Linked DNA regions of Sus scrofa: all the other regions are linked to region 2. The links are chromatin contacts, called in public Hi-C and HiChIP or PLAC-seq maps. All regions are on one chromosome and are shown on one strand. Each heading gives the region's core, a stretch centred on a gene start, on an enhancer-like site or on the middle of the called end of the contact. The rest is flanking DNA. Distances are from core to core; before and after follow the strand shown. Region 1 holds the start of DBN1 (drebrin). Region 2 holds the start of MXD3 (MAX dimerization protein 3). Region 3 holds the start of NSD1 (histone-lysine N-methyltransferase, H3 lysine-36 and H4 lysine-20 specific).

Evidence for each region. Hi-C and Micro-C count contacts between places; a contact is called where the count stands out from the background. HiChIP or PLAC-seq counts read pairs in DNA pulled down with a chosen protein or histone mark.
Region 1: an H3K27ac HiChIP or PLAC-seq map of alveolar macrophages shows a contact between it and region 2. The contact joins the promoter of DBN1 here to the promoter of MXD3 in region 2. A contact is called at or near these places in 1 of 5 promoter capture datasets (fetal liver) and 1 of 2 datasets of contacts at active chromatin or transcription factors (alveolar macrophages).
Region 3: a Hi-C map of skeletal muscle shows a contact between it and region 2, with 5 times the contacts expected there. The contact joins the promoter of NSD1 here to the promoter of MXD3 in region 2. A contact is called at or near these places in 1 of 47 Hi-C or Micro-C datasets (skeletal muscle) and 1 of 2 datasets of contacts at active chromatin or transcription factors (alveolar macrophages).

Annotation. Positions count from the first base shown.
Region 1 is chr2:80,479,205-80,481,904 of Sscrofa11.1, reverse strand. DBN1 (drebrin) reads right to left here and starts at 1,302. Exons shown (of 14, transcript XM_021084369.1): 1 at 960-1,302. The coding sequence starts at 1,045.
Region 2 is chr2:80,635,584-80,638,283 of Sscrofa11.1, reverse strand. MXD3 (MAX dimerization protein 3) reads right to left here and starts at 1,301. Exons shown (of 6, transcript NM_001244104.1): 1 at 825-1,301; 2 at 454-559. The coding sequence starts at 894. LMAN2 (vesicular integral-membrane protein VIP36) reads right to left here. Exons shown (of 8, transcript XM_013994865.2): 8 at 2,116-2,144. The coding sequence ends at 2,131.
Region 3 is chr2:80,807,554-80,810,253 of Sscrofa11.1, reverse strand. It overlaps NSD1 (histone-lysine N-methyltransferase, H3 lysine-36 and H4 lysine-20 specific), which reads left to right and starts at 1,257. Exons shown (of 23, transcript XM_003123667.6): 1 at 1,257-1,480; 2 at 2,611-2,700. The coding sequence starts at 2,628.

The DNA of each region.
Region 1 (2,700 bases), core at 53-2,552, 160 kb after region 2:
CTCCATCCCCTGAGCAGGTGGTCTATCCCCTCCCATAGCCCAGTGGGAGACAACAGCTGGCACGAGGGGGAGAAGGCAGGCCAGCTCCTCCCCCAGCAGGAAGCTGAGAGCCCCTTGCCACTGGGCCACTGGGTTATGGCTCAGTGGATCTACTCACCCCCTCATCCTTCTCCAGGAACTCCCTCCACATTAGTGCCCCTGGGGTCTTCCTCGCGGGAACCCCACCTGGTTCCCTAGGCAGGCAGTTCAGTCCCTTTGGCATGTCCCAACCCAGCCGCCTGGTCCCTGCAATCCCCATCGGGCTGTGGATCCCTGCCTCCTCGACCCCTGAGGGAACAGGAGTCACTTGGCGGTGGCTATGTGGCAATGAACGTCTTTCCATCACACCCCAACTCTGAGAGGCCCCCCGGTGGGCGGGGCGCCCCGGCCCCCAGCCCGCTCTGCTCCTCCCCCCGCCCTGGCTTTCCTTTGTGCTCTGGCCGGGCCGGGCTGGGCCGGGCAGACTGCACTCGCTCTCATAGCTGGTCCCCGCCCCGTCCCTGCCCGGTCCTTGCCCGCTCGAAGGTGGCGAAGGTGCCCTTGGCCGCCCGGTGCACACCTGTCCCCCGGGTCCGGGGCGGAGGGAAGGGGGCGGGGGATGGCCTCCCGAAGGGCCAGGAGGCCCCGGGCCACACATCTGGACCCTGCGTCTCCCCAGCTCGCGTCCGGCCACCGCTCCCAACGCGCGACTGGGGCCGCCTCCGGGCGCTCGGGGCCGCCGGTGCCCCGCCTGGCCCGCCCGGCCCCTCCCCCGGCGCGCACAAAGGCAGCCCCTCCCCAGCCCTCCCGGGCCGCTGCACCATTTCGGGGTCTCCCCCTCCCTCCCGGCTGCTGGGCGGCGGGGCCGGGTGGAAACAAAGGCGCGGCGGCGGCGGCAGCGCGGGGACAAAGGGGCTGGGGGGCGGGGGCGGGGGGCTCACCAGTCGGCCGAGCTCTCCTCCCGAATCACCTCCTCGTAAGCCGCCAGCAGCTCCAGGCGGTGGCCGCTGAAGCTGACGCCGGCCATGCTGCGGGCCGGACCGAAGCCGAACGGACAGACGCACGGACGGACGGACGGACGGAGAAGGAGGGAGGGAAAGAGGGAGTCGCCGCGCCGCCGCTGCCGCCTCAGAGCCTCTGCAGCGTTGCGAGCTGAGCGAGCCAGCGGCCGGGGGAGGGGAGCCGGCCGGCGGGGGGCGGGGGGCGCTGGCTCCGCCCGGCTCGCTCCCTCCGCGCGCTCGGTCCTAGCGCCGCCCCGGCCCAGCCCAGGGGGAGGCCCGCCCCCCCTTCCCGGCCTGCCTCGGGCGCCCCCACGCCCCTCGCCCGCAGCCCCTGCGCGCCTCGCCCGGGCGGCTCTACCCCTCTGCGCCCGGGGGCTGTCCTTCCCACGTCCCAAACTCTCACCTAGGGTGTTTCCAGCCCGCCTGACGCCCTCACCCCTTTCCCCCAGACGCAAACGCAGCCCGTCCCCACCTCACCAACCCCTTATGCAGGCCCAGCTTCGGTCCCAAATCCACTCCATTCCAATCCGGCCCAGCCCCATTCCGTCCTTAATTGATCTCTACTCCAGCCTCGTCCCCACTCCTGGTCCATCCCAACCTCCCAGCCCTAACCCATTTCATCTGCAGCCCATCCCCACCTCTGAAAGGCCCGTTCCTAATCAATCCTCATCACTGTCCGCTGCCCTGTTCATCTCCACCCCAAATCCAGACCATTTCTTTCCCCTCCCAGCTTCAGCCCCACTCCCAACCCAGTGCTAGACACACACCCCTTACCCATTCATCAGACCCCATCCCTAGCCGCACCCTCCTCCGTCTAGCCTATGCTGTTCCCATTCTGATCCTGTCCCTAACCACATCTCTCCATCCTTACCTCCTAAACCATTCCCCAGCTGCAACCCAGTTTCTTACCTCAGCACTCCCAACCTCTACCCTTTCCTTGCCCCACCCTATGCTGTGCACCCCTCTCTTACCAGCCACCCCCTGAGCCCTCTCAGATGGGGCCAGCCCAGGAAATCCTTTGCCTTCCCTCCCAAGCCTCAGCCCTCCCAGAGGAATCCCAAGTTGGTTCGAGTTCCAGAAGTAGCATCTAACCCCAGATTCCCAGGGCAGGGCTCCTCCAAGGACACTCCAGGGCCAGCCTCCTGACACCTTTATTTCCCAAAGCTCTGAGCACAGGCAACACTGGGGCCTCAGAAGAGTCCTCTGCAGGGAAGTGGGACTGCCAGAGCCTCCTGGAGCATCTCCGCTCCCATCTGAGCTGAGACCCCGAAACCCTCTGCAGCTCTCAGAAGCCTTTACCATCAGCTACAAGGTCTTCCACCCCATCTTCTCAAAGGAGGTGACAGAACCTGAGAAAACTCCTGGTCCAATCTGGAAGGTGGTTGGGCTGGGTCTCTGAGTTCTTAGTTGGGTAACCAGCTGTACCAAGAGAAGGAGGGCATTGTGCATTGGTTTCCAGCAGTGGGTCACAGTGTTTGGGTGTAGGAAAAAGCTCTTAAGATACATCACAGGCCCCTCTGGAGAACTCTATGCACCCATTATGCCCATGGACCCCTGGCCCTGGCAGTTTCTTCGTGGCTCCCACTTGGAGCAGGTCACAGGCAGAGTCACTAAGATTCTGGGGAGAGAGGAGACCCCACAGTGGGGCTGAAGGGTACCTGGGAGAAGGATTTCAGGCCTC
Region 2 (2,700 bases), core at 52-2,551:
GGGGTCCAAATCAGAACCCCAGCAGCAATCAGGAAGGGCTTCCTGGACACAGGTGACAACTGAACTAAGCCCAGCAACACAAGTTATTCAAAATGGGTAGTGGACAGAGAGGCATTCCAACTGGGGGGAACAGCATGTGCAAAGGGTTGAGAAGACAGCAAAGGAGTAAGCTTGGGGACGTAAGAGTGTGGAGTGTAAGAGTGTGAGGGGACGCAAGACCCAGAAGTGTCTGGTTTACAGTTCCTAACATACCAGAGAAAGAGTCCTTGAACGAAGAGTGTTAAGGGGCGGGAGAGGAGGGGAGAAACGGCAGGAGGAGTCTGAATACCTCCAGAGGAGGGTACCTGACCCAGACGATTCAAGCAACAAGGATGAAGTGGGCAGTGGAGGGGCCCGAAGAGGGCCGGCGCCCATCCCCCACCCCAGGTCCCCGCTGTCCCCAGCCTTCCTCACCGCCCACTGTCCAGCGCGCCAGGATCTTGGGGGGACCGCCGCCTCCTCCTGTGGACCGGGCCAGGACTTCGGTGCGGAAACAGGGACGCATAGCCATGCTCCGCCTCTGCGGGAGAGAACCCCCGCCCGCGTCAGGCTGGGGCTAACACCAGCGGGCGGCCCTGGCACAGTAGGATCAGGGAGGGCCTTCTGGCTACAGGGCTATGTCGCCAAGCCCTCCCACCACACTGCCCGACGCCTCTGAGGTGAGGGAGGGGTGCCCCAGAACTACTGCCCTAAAGCCATGCATCTTTCAAGTTGGGAGCCAAGTCCAGCCCAGGCCCATGTCAACGAGGTCGCTGCCTCGAGTAGAACCAAGGGTTCTTCCTCACCTCTCTCGCGGCGCTCCAGGAACTCGGCCGCCTGCAGCAGAACTTGGATATTGCTGGCCACGGGTTCCATGTCCGCGACAGCTGGCGGCGGGCTGGCCTACGGTGCTGGCCGGAGGAGCGGCTGCACCACTTTTGTTACAATGTAACTGACACGGCGCAACAAACACAGGCGCTCGGCCCCGCCCCCCAGGACGCCCCGCCCCGCCCCGGGACAGCCCAGCTCCTGGCCCCGCCCTCCTGAAACTTGCCGGGGAACCTCGGGGAACCTCGGCCCACCCCACGCGACCACGCCCGCCCCCTCAGACTTGTAGGGCTGCTACAAGCTTCGGCTCCAGGCCCGACCCTTGGACAAACTCCTGGGCTGGAGGGTTGCTGCGTCCTACAGCTTCGCTCAGCAACTCCACGTCTGTTACTTGCGTTTCTAGGCCTCAGTTCCCAGCCCCGTGCTGGTGGCGAAAGGCCGGAACACAGAATGGTGCTTTGGGGGCGGGTGATCTCTAGGAGGCCCCTGGCTCCGCCGCTGCACGTGGGCACGGCGGAGGCGGGGCCCGACGGGCGCCCTCACTCATTTGCCCATTGCCTCCTGCGGCCAGCTGTCTTCACCTTGGGGCGGGGCTGGGGGGCCTCTGAGGCACCATTGGCTGCGCGCGGTTCCGCCTTCTCCCGCCGCTGGTCAACATGTTCGGGCGGGAAAAGGAGCAGGTTTCAAATTTGAAAACCCGAGCGAGGAGGGCGGAGTTGAGCGGGGAATGGGGCCCGCAGTGCGCAAGCGCCAGGGAAGAGGGGCGCGGATCTGGCTCCTGCGCTCCCGGGTCTGTACCTTTGCCTGCTTGCCATCTGCCCCCGTAACGCCCACTGGGCCTCAGCTTCCTACTGTGGCGGATGGGAATAGTCTCCCGGCTCCTCCAACCCCTCATCTGCAGGGAAGCTACTGTCGCTATGAAAACATCAGAAGGGTACCAACTTGAGAACTGATTTGCTAGGGTTCTGGAGCCGACACCAATTCTTCTTGTCACCAATACTTCTCAGGAAAATGCCTTCCTTCCTGTAGGATCGAGAAGCCTTGGGACGGCGTCTTTGAAGGATCTGAACCCATGCCTATGCTGTGTGCAGTTTGTAGAAGCTCCTGGTGTCTTAAGGTTGGTGCAACCTGATGCAGGCTTCTTCCTCCCACAGGGCCCCTGGTCGTCTTACTCGGAGTCCATGGGCCCTTCTTTAACGTGACTTTATAGCCTCCTGAAGAAGATGCAGTGACTTCTATGGGTAGCACCACGAGGTGTCGTCACACCTGAGGGGGCGGTGAAGCCTAAGGGTGGAGACCTGAAGATGAAAGCAGCTGTTACAGGGTGGAGCATTACCGCCAGACTGGGGCTGGGTCTGTGACCCGGAAAAGGAGAGGATGGAGAAGTAGGAACTAGATTCTTTTTTTTTTTTTTTTTTTTTTTTTTGCTTTTTAGGGCCACACCTGCGGCTTATGGAAGTTCCCTGGCTAGGGGTCAAATCAGAGCAATAGCTAGAGGCCTACATCACAGCCACAGCAAGGCAGCATCCTTAACCCACTGAGCAAGGTCAGGGATGGAACTTGCGTCCTCATGGATACTAGTTGGGCTCCTTAGTGCTAAGCCACAACAGGAAATCCCTAGATTCTTTAAAAAGAGACAGTCCTGGGTAAACACATAGCACATGGCAGTCAGTCCTCAGATCCTTGAGAAAAAAACTTTTTGTCTTTTTAGGGCCACACCTGCGGTATATGGAAGTTCCCAGGCTAGGGATCAAATTGAATTGGAACTGCGGCTGCCAGCCTACACCACAGCCACAGCAACTCAGGATCCAGGCCTCATCTGCAATCTACACCACATCTCTGGCAATGCCGCAT
Region 3 (2,700 bases), core at 8-2,507, 170 kb before region 2:
AGGGATTAGTGGACCCCTCCCCCAGCGCTCCCCTTGCCCCGCCCGAGGCAGCGAGGACCCCTGGGCCCCGGGGTGGTGAGGGAGCTTCGTGCTGGCGGTGCCCAGGCTGGGGACTTGGCCTCACTGGGAGGGGGCCGTACGGCGGCAGGCCGAGGTGCGGGAGAGCTGTCAGGCTGCTGCCCGGCTCGGGTGCGGGGGGGTGGGCTCAGCGCGGGGGTCGCCCGGCCTCATTCCCCCGCCGAGGCCACGGCCGGGCGGGCAGTGCCCGGGCGGGTAACCCGACCCGACCCGGCTCCCGGGAGCCGCTCACCCCGCACGGCCGGGCAGGGGGAGGGAGAGGAATGGGGAGGAGGGGGAAGGGAAGGAGTGGTGGGTGAGGGGCCGTGGGGACCGCAGGGCCGAGTCCCCGGCCTGTCTGCGCAGCTCTAGGGCGGCTGCCTTTGGAGCCCCAGACGAGCCAGCCCCCTGCCTCGCGGGCGTCGGGCCTGCGGCAGGAGGGAGCCCTGGGGCTGTACAGGCTTGGCTCGGGGAGGCAGACCCGAGCTACTGCCTCCATTTTGTTTCCTGCTCAGCTTGGTCTGTGGTGGTGGTGGTGTGGGCTTGGGGTGCGGCCGGGCAGGGGGTTCACCTGCGGCCGCGCCTGTTCGGGGTTTGAGGCCTCGAAGACCCCATCCCAACCCCCCAGGTGAGCCCTGCGGCAGGAGGGGGGGTTGCTTTGGCCTCGGGCCGAGCCGAGCGGGCTGAGGGCAGGTGCCCAGTGGATGGGGAACCCGGGCTGTAACCTAAGATGGAGGCCGGGACTGACGCGGGCCCGAGCGGGTCTGGCGGGGCGGTCAGACAGGCCCCAGCCCGGCCAGGTGCCGCCGGGGCTGGGCTCGAGACCGGTAGGGTGCTAGAGTTGTATGCAGCCCGGGGCCCGCGCAGCGCCCCGAGGTAGGTGAGGGCACTGGAGTGCCACCCACGACGCCCGCAGGCCCGGACACTCTGGGGAGGCGCGCGAGGCCTCTGGGGAACCCGCCTCAGGCCCCGCCCGGACAGCCGGGCCGGCCCGTAGGCCCGGGCCGCAAGCGGGCGCGCAGGGGAGGGGAGGGGGCGGCAGCGGCGGCTCCGCTGATTGGGCGACGCGCTCGCGAGCCCGACTTCACCCGCCCTGAACCCCGAAGAGTGAGGCGAGGGAGCGCGCGCCGTGGGGGAAGGGGTGCGCGCGCACTCGGGGCCCCAGCCGCACGCGGGCCGGCGCGAGGCGCTCGGTCGCACGCGCCGCCGCGGGGGCGCGCGCGGTGGGGGTGTGAGGAGGAGGAGGCGGCGGCGGAATAGGCCGGGGCAGGTCGCGCTAGCTGCTTTCTACCCTGAAGAGAGACGCGGGGGGGAGGGGGGTGCGGCGAGCGGCTCCGCGCTCTCCCCACCGCTCCGCTTGCGCCCCAGTGTAATGAGGGTCACCCCCTCCCCCCAGCCGGCCCGGGAGGGGGCGCGGGGCACGGTAACTAGTGCGCTGGGGTGGGTGGCGGGCAGGCGCGAGCAGGAGGGAGGAGGCGGCCGGGCGGGGAAGATGGTGGTGGCCGTGAGGTGAGGGGCGCGGGGGAGGGCCGGGTGCGGCTCAGGGTTGGTGGCCGGCGGCATTGCGGCCGCAGGCCCCCTCCCCCTCCATCACTACCAGCGGGGCTCAGGCCTAGCCGGCCGGGCCGCCGCGAACTTCCTCCCCGCGCGGCCTGTGCCCCACCGGCCTCCCGCGCGCACCTCGGCCTGCGCCTCCCCTCAGGTAGCCGGCTTGGGGGCACGGGGCCGGCTGCTCTCCTGCAGCAAACTTTGCTTGCTGCTGAATATTGATGAGTGCGATCGGCTCGGCCAGGAGGTGCTGCCGGCCCTGCGGGAAGGAGCGCGGCCCGGGCAGGCGGCGGCGGCGTCGGCAGCAGCCATGTTTGTCAAGCTGTAGCAGCTGCTGCTGCCCTGACTCGGCTTCACCCGCTGCCTCCGTTTCTCCCCCTGCCGCGTTCCGACCTCTGGGCCCTGCAGCCGTGCACCGAGCAGGCCTGCCGTTAGGAAGGCGAGCTTCGTTGTGCACCCGCTTCGGCCGACTTGCCTACGGCCTCAGCACGGCCGCTGCAAAGGCTCCGGCGCCGGCTGGGGCGCAGGGTGCAGCGCTATTGTGACCGCTGCGCCCGAGCGAGTCAGGAAGGATGGGGGGGTAATAACCTTTTTGTGTAGCCTCCGGGAGCCCCCACTCGATCCCTACAGCCCCCCTCCCTTCGGGAGATCCTGCCGTTGGACCCCCAACGGGGGAGGGGAGGACGATTCTACTTTGAGATTTGGAAATTTCTACTGCCAAAGGGATTTTAATTTTAGATCAGCCCAATTGTCCACCAATCTGCAGTGCAGGGAAAAGGGACGGGCTGTTTCCATGTGGCAAGATCTCCCCAGCTCCGGGAAGATGGAGTTTGCGGAGGCTCACCCGAAGCCATTTTTCCATCGTCAGCTGGGGAACTTTTTCCGCCCATGAAGTGCAGCAAGAATGGCATCGAGGCCACTAGGCCTTGAGAAGTGGCTGCCATTTTGAAGATAAGAGTCAATGGCTTGTAAACTCAGATTAATTGCCGTGTTTTTGGATTCCAGGTTGATGCTGGCCCAGGATGGATCAGACCTGTGAACTATCTAGAAGAAATTGTCTGCTGCCCTTTTCCAATCCAGTGAATTTAGATGCCC